Linked DNA regions of Hordeum vulgare: region 1 is linked to region 2. Evidence: chromatin contacts called from public Hi-C data. All regions are on one chromosome and are shown on one strand. Each heading gives the region's core, a stretch centred on a gene start, on an enhancer-like site or on the middle of the called end of the contact. The rest is flanking DNA. Distances are from core to core; before and after follow the strand shown. Region 1 holds the start of LOC123443054 (DEAD-box ATP-dependent RNA helicase 14). Region 2 holds the start of LOC123443053.

Region 1 (3,548 bases), core at 494-2,993, 220 kb after region 2:
TTAGCGCGTAGAATTGTATCAGTCATCGATAACTTGAGAAAATATTAATTCTACCTCCTCGTTGGCTTCAACACTTTTATTTATCAAAAAGGCTACAAATGATCCCTTATACTTGTGGGTTATCAGTTTGTCGGTCTAGAAAGCGCCGCCCGCTACACACCTGGCTGAACACGCCTCCCTCGCCGCATTCAAACGCCTTCAATAAACTCGTGCATGTGTCCAAAAACCTACTCCGACCACCCGTCCGTTCACGAGTTGGTCGACAGTAAACACAACAACGGACAAGCTCCTCGCGCCCACCCGCTATATAAGGGAGGCCAGACGTCGGTACAGAATCGTACCACTCCTCCGCTCCCTATTTGCTCCTTCCACCATTTTCTCAACCCTTTCCATGGCATACGACGAGCAGGAAGATCAGTTGTGTCTTATAAAAGCCCACTGGTGGCCCGTCGAGCCCGTCGGATACGAGCCAAGCAACACATTGCTCCACCTCGCTCGTCGAGCCCAACGGAGCAAGTGGCCGCTCCGTGCTGGTGCATGTTTGAACAACTTGCTGCTCCAAGCCAGCTCGCGGAGTAGTGGCGAGTTGCTCTAGCCTCCAGGCCAGCACGACGGAATGAGCATCGTGGTTGTCGTGGATGAGGCCAGACGCCGAGCCATTCGACGTCAACATTCTCAGAATCGTGCCCCGCCGACGGAGAAAGAAATCGGCTTTGAGATTGACGAGGCGACGACCAACACGTTCGCGGCCGCCACCTAGGCGTCGACGCGTCGGCGGCGTACACAACCGATGTCTCGCCCTCTCTCGCGGGCCACCATCGTCCCCGCCCTAAAAACCAACCCTTATCCGCGCTTCATGGAAGTGGATGCCCCCTTCACCTCCGGCTGAAGCACCCCATTTACCACTCAGATGAGCGGCATAGGCAGAGATAGGGAAGATATGGGGGAAGAATATACCTCTGGGGCTCCTGGCAGTCCGATGAGTGGACTGACATGCATGGGAATACAAAGGGATCCGTCGCGGCCGACCGTAGAGTAATATAATGTATACGTGTCGTGAGATTAGAGCTCCATACGGTCGACCCTGACTAGCATAATGTATCCGTGTAGTTGGAATGAAGCTCCGCGGGGCCGGACTTGCACATAGTTTTGACCATTTTAGTAAAAATATATTAAAAATGTAAATGTTTCCGTTTGGTAATATAAAATCTGTCTTTGCATGGATTTCATTCGAATTTGTAGAAAAAATGTTTGGAATGTATGCGGGTCAGCGATGCCCTCACCAGGTTTTCCAAGGCACGTGTTCGGTGAAGTTCAATAGCAAAGCGTTAGCCTCAAACAAGAACGTTTATAGTCAAGGCAAAGACGTATTTGCCTCCGCCCGTGTTCTTTCGCTGTTCACCGTGCATGGAGGACGTATTTTTCCTCCGTACTTGTCATTTCTCCTCCTCTTTAAACATGCGGATAATTTCTGCTTTTCCGTGAGACGAGAACAGGCACGCACACGAAGAAGCAGGCGAGAGCGTTTGCCAGAACTAAAGCAAAGCAGTAGCTGGGCTAGGCGGTGTGCGGGCCGAAAGCAGCAAAGAAGCAACGAACCTCGGGCCGGGCCGGGCCGTGCCGTGCGCGGGCGAGGGCCTTGCACTTTTCGAGCTTCCCGATCCCACCACCACTTGTCTCAGCTGGCCACCCTGTCAGTACCATTCCTCGCTCGCCCGGCCGGGGTCAGGGTCAGGCCAGGGCAGGTGTGTGAGCGAGGCACCACCACACCATCGACGCCTCCGCTCCCATTCCTGGGACTACTTTTCCATCGGCCTTCGGCCCCCACCCACCCTACTTAACCAGGCGACCGCCGCGCCCCGCATCGACGAGGAAGGAAAGGGTTCCCACACCCACCCACAGCAAAGGGCAACGCGCAGCCACAGCGCGACACCCAGGGCTCCCTCCCCCACCCCTTCCTCCGTCCGCCGCGCCGCCGCCAGCACCCCCCTCGCGCCCGCGCCGCCGATCGCTAGGGTTCGTCCGCCCGTCCCTCCGATCTCCTCCGTCCCGCCTCGCCCCGCGAGCGCATTGCGGCTTGGTCTTCTTGATCTGATTCCCCTCTTTCTTTTCCTTTCCGCGTAGGGTTGGGAGGAGGAATGGCGTCCGCGGCGCCGCGCTACGCGCCGGAAGATCCGACGCTGCCCAAGCCCTGGAGGGGCCTCATCGATGGCACCACCGGCTACCTCTACTTCTGGAACCCGGAGACCAAGGCCGTCACCTACGACCGCCCCACCGGCCCTCCTCCCCCCGTCGCCCCCGCCCCGGCCCCGGCCCCCGCCCCCGCTCCCGTCCAGCAGCCCCAGTACCACCACGACGAGAGGGCCAGGCACAGAGACCCGCCCGAGGTATAACGCCCAAACCATCTCCCTCCCCCCTTCGCTTTGGGTTTTTTTCTTACCTCCCCCGTCGCTTCTGTAGCTTGATTTCTGGGGTGTAAGTAAATGTACGCACGCACGAGATTTCCTTTGTGATTCGTTCGTTTGTCGCATAGCGGCTGCAGGGTCAAGTTGCGGCGAGCCGCTCGTGAAATGCGCGTGGCCTCCCCATCATTTGGAGGTGTAGGGTTATCTCCTCCTCATCTTCTCATCGTTCGCACGCTACTGTTACATCATTGTTTGTTTGTTTGTTTGTTTCGCGTTGTATCTGTCTCATAATGTATAAAACCATGGTTTACAACACGAACGCCACTAACTAGGAGGCAGAGAAGTTTATTTTGGCCTATTGCATGTTGGGATTACATTATGTATGTGCTTTGCATTGTATTTGTGTCATCATTAACACAAGCATGACTTACAATAGCAATGCCACTTGAACTATGAACCGCAAATATCTCTGGTGTTTGCCGCTGCTCACAGATTTAGATAGCAGGGCCAGGCACAGAGACCCGCCGGAGGTAACTCCCAAGTGATCTCCCATTTTTGGGGTTTTGTTCCTCCCCTGCCGCTTCTGTAGCTTGATTTTTTTCGTTTGTCGCTTAGCAGCCGCAAGCGCAAGCTGCAGAATGCGTGTGCCTCCCGATCATTCGAAGGTGGGATTTTTTCTCCTCATCTTCCCATCATTCGCATGTTACTGTTACATTGTTTTTTGTTTATTCCGCGTTGTATCTGTCTCATAACGTAGACATCTAGATGAGCATGCTTTGCAACATGAATGCCACTGATTGTTCAGCATGAAGTTCAGTTCTTTGGGCAACCCACACAAATGCCATTAACTAGGAGGTAGAGGAGTTTAGTTTTTTCTGTCATGTAGCATGTTGCGGTTACATTTTAGGCTTTGCACTGTACTTGTCACATCATTAACAGAAGCATGATTTAGAATAGCAATGCCACTTAAAACTATGAACCGGAAACTTGTCTGGCGTTTGCTGCGGTTCTGGGTTGATCTTCAGGGTTGCTATCTATGCCGGCACTGGTGAGTCCAAGACGATGGCTTCCTCGGGCTGACCGAGTCCTGCCACCCACCTGCTGTCTCTTTTAGGCCTTCAAGGGTGGTTGGTGCGTCGACAA
Region 2 (3,822 bases), core at 1,272-3,771:
GAAGGACCGGAGGCACGCGGCAGGCGCGAGGGATGAAGCCATCGCGGTGGCCGCCGCGCAGCAGCAGGTCACCAATGACCGCGTGGCGGCGGCAATGAGGGAGGCGCTCTGCATGTTGGGGTTAAACCCTATCCAGCACGGCCTCGTCAACGCCGCTGTGGCCGCCGCGGTCAACACTGGCTCATCCGCCTTCCCTCGGACAGTGCTGCCCGACTCGCCCCGCGCGTCGGCTTGCAACCTGGTGCCCGGCTTCCACGTCTACCCACAGGCCTCCCGCCTCTCGAGGGAGTGCTCGCCCGAGGTGAGCGTGGTCGCGCCTTCCACGCCCACGCCCGCGACCATCGACCTCAACGCCACACCGGTGGCCGGTGGCTCGTCATCCGGAGGCGTGAGAAAACGCGCGCGGCTGACGTCAGCCGACCAGCTGCCGGGCGCGCGCAACCTATTCGACGGAATGCCGGCCACCGACAACGACGACTACATGTAGAACACGATCTTCGAGGGTGGTGCGCAGGCTGCTGGCTTCGATCCCGACGAGACACAAAGCCAGGATGGCCGAGGCTACAATGAAGATCAGGTCGCCTTCATGCGTGATCAGGTCGGCCTGGACCTGGACGGCTTCCCTCTCGACCATGAGTTCCCGGAGGACTACGGGCTAGAGGAAGAGGACGAGTGCGACATTGAAGCGGAGCCTTTGTTTGAGGACGAGTTCGCCAACCAAGCGGACGGGACGGCACCGAAGCGCAAGAGCAAGCGGACCAAGGCATACACGGCGGTTGAGGACAAGCTTCTTTGCGAGTGTTGGAGAGACATTGGGAAAGACCCCAAGACGGGCGTCGAACAAAAGCATTCAACCCTTTGGATTCGTGTTCACCGTGAGTTCCATGAGCGCAAAAAGTTTCTGCCGTATCAAATAGCAAGCGCGCGGGGGTGGGTGTCCATTTCGAAGCGTTGGAGCGTGATCCAACAAGAGTGCAACAAGTTTTGTGCCACTCTTGAGAGCGTCAAGGCCCGCCCCGTGAGCGGCATCGGCGTGCAAGACATGGTATGCTAGCATGTCGCCCTCTTTTTGTGTCATCAAGTACATGCTTTTGGTTGTTCGTTTGCATATCATTTTGCCAATATGCTTGCATGAAATACATTTGTAGGCATTTCAAGCGTTGGAGGCATTCAAGGTCCAACACAATGGCAAGTGCTTCAACCTCTTCCATTGCTTTAGGGTGATCAAAGACGAGGAGAAGTTCAAGGTGTAATATGCCGGTCTCAAGTCGCGTGGTGGGAAGCAAGCCGTGGAGGAGGTTGGGGACGGCGAGAAGGCTCGGCCGAGGGGGAAGACCAACTCCAAGAAGGAGGACAAGCGGGATGCGGCATCGATCACCTTGATCGCAACCGTGGAGGACATGATCGTCAAGAAGGACTCAAGGGAGGAGAAGCGCCGACAAGAAAGGGAAGAACAAATAAATGCCTTCTTGGAGATCCAAAGGCGGAGGCTTGACATGGAGGCAGAGAAACAAGCACGGTTGCTTGAGATGGAGGCGGAGAAGTAAACCAAGATGCTAGAGATCGAGGCCGCCAACGCCAAGACCAAGGTCAAAGAAGTGACTCTCGCGAGCATGATGACCAGGGTGGAGATCATGAAGGTGGATCTCAACACCGTGTCGCCAAGGAAGAGGCCGTGGTTCGAGAAGATGCAGGCCGACATGCTCAAGTTCGACGAGGAGTGATCTATGGCGGCGAGCGTCATCTCTTTTGGATGCCGGCAGGTGTGCTGGCATGACCACGGGGGCCGCGATGACGTGGTCGAACTCAAGTCCTACCCTTTTTGTATGCTGGCATGTGTGCCGGCCGGCTGGCGAGCGCGCTAGCATGAACTGTGGTGCTATTTTTTGGAGCCGACATTATATGTCGACGCTGGCATGGCATTCGCATGAAACATGGTCGCTCGCATGTTCGACCGCGGGTCATTTTTTTAATATGTTGATTGCGGCATAAAATGGATCGACGCGTTGGGCGCACTACCAATCCAAATCTAAAACGAGACGGACGGCCGACCAAAACGAACAAAAAACGAACAAATTCGCCGTCCGTGTGGATCGGCCCGTTGAAGTTGGTCTTACATGTGTCAAAGAAGGGAGTAGTTACGCAAAAAAAAAAAAAAACTTTTGAATCTCGAGTCTGGATGGCAAAAGCAAAAGGAATGATCACTTTCATCATCTTTTGTTCTCTGCCTTTGTTTTTTTTATGATGATCATGAAGGGTAGTCGGTCCAATTGGTCGAAGAGACGGGCCAAGTGGAAATGGCGACGTGCCATGGCAAAGGGAATGGTCGGCCGAAAGCGAAGGGGCAAAACTCCAAACTCCAAAGCACGACGCACTGTCGAACCGCATCGTCGTCATCCCCCATCCATCCGTGCAATCTTCGTCAACCCCACCGGCCCCCACCCCGCCCCACCCCACCCCACCAGGGCCCCCCTCCTCCCCCCTCCCTTATCCCAATACGCGCGCCCCGCCGCGCCCATCCCTCATAAATCGCCGCGGTCGGTGGCTCGCTGGAATCCGATCCGATTCCGTTCCCATTCCCATTCCCATTCACACTCCAATTCCAGCCCGAACGGAGCAGCCGGGCGCCATGGCGGCGGCACGCGGCGGCGGATCGGCGGCGAGGGTCGGCGACTGGGACGTCGAGCTGGGGCCCGGCTGGGACTGGCGCGCCATCCCGCAGCTGCTCTCCTCCGCCTGCATCTTCATCTGCTCCGGGTGGGCTCCCCCTACCGTTCCCGCCTCATTCGTCCGCATCTGCATAACTTCATTCATATTCTAGGCTGCTGATACGTTGTTGCCAAGGTCATCTTGCTGTCCCGATTACCCTTACTCGTATCGTACCTGTACTGTTAATTCCCCTCATGTAGTATCTCGAGTGGCATAGCTTGTGTAGGCTACGTGCGGTTATGTTTTGGTGCTTGATCTTATCACCTTACTTGTCAAAATTATGCCCCCTGTGGCTGCCTGGATTACTTCTTTGCCTTGCTGTGTGTCAGTGTGTGTGTGCGCCTGTTGATCTGTTGAGTGATTCTGTGCTAATCGTCGATATGTAAAAACTCCTTGCAAACAGAGCAGAGGCTGTTTGGGATGCTGTGAGAAGGCCGCAAAACACGTAGGGGATCTTTCCAAGAGCTTGATGGCCCATGCTCAGAATCCCACGGTGGCAGAGGAATTTTGGAGTACAACCACCATCGAGGTTGATCCGGCAGATCTCCGAGCACCAATGAACACGTCCTCTTGGGACCTTGATCTGCATGGAGTGGGAAGCAGTCATAACCTGGGCGAATCTGCTAATCATGGTAATTCCTTCTTGAACGATCATATGTGCTCAGGAGTGTTTTCACCACATGTTTGCATTTTCCAGATACTTTGCAAACATCAAACTTGATTTTGGCCGAATCTCCTGTATTTAGCCGTTCAGCATCTATAGTCATGTTGATTGTGATGTTTTCGTTTCAGTCTGTCTTAAATTATCCATATATTAGCTTCATAGCATGTTAGAAAGATACAACACATTATAACACTGTTCACGTCCAACGGTGTTAGCCTCTCAAATCTTATCTGGTAGTCAGTTACCTATGGTCTTTTATCAATACCAATGCAATTGTTTACTATTTTGTCTTGGTTCTTGTGGTTCTAAGAAGGAAAGTTTGTTAGGAAATTTGAGTTCACACTTGTTTGGTTCAGCTGTAGGAAATCACTCTTTCGATGTGCGAGCTAGAGTTTCGGCAGAGCATTTATTTTGGAACCTCGAGTTCATACTTTATTTTGCATGACGTC

The links. A called contact is a pair of places that touch in the nucleus more often than the background predicts.
Region 1: a contact with region 2 is called in a Hi-C map of leaf, with 4 times the contacts expected there. The contact joins the promoter of LOC123443054 here to the promoter of LOC123443053 in region 2. A contact is called at or near these places in 1 of 6 Hi-C or Micro-C datasets (leaf) and 1 of 1 datasets of contacts at active chromatin or transcription factors (embryo).

Annotation. Positions count from the first base shown.
Region 1 is chr3H:80,850,703-80,854,250 of MorexV3_pseudomolecules_assembly, forward strand. LOC123443054 (DEAD-box ATP-dependent RNA helicase 14) reads left to right here and starts at 1,744. Exons shown (of 12, transcript XM_045119292.1): 1 at 1,744-2,016; 2 at 2,125-2,387. The coding sequence starts at 2,139.
Region 2 is chr3H:80,626,824-80,630,645 of MorexV3_pseudomolecules_assembly, forward strand. LOC123443053 reads left to right here and starts at 2,522. Exons shown (of 5, transcript XM_045119286.1): 1 at 2,522-2,757; 2 at 3,118-3,341. The coding sequence starts at 2,630.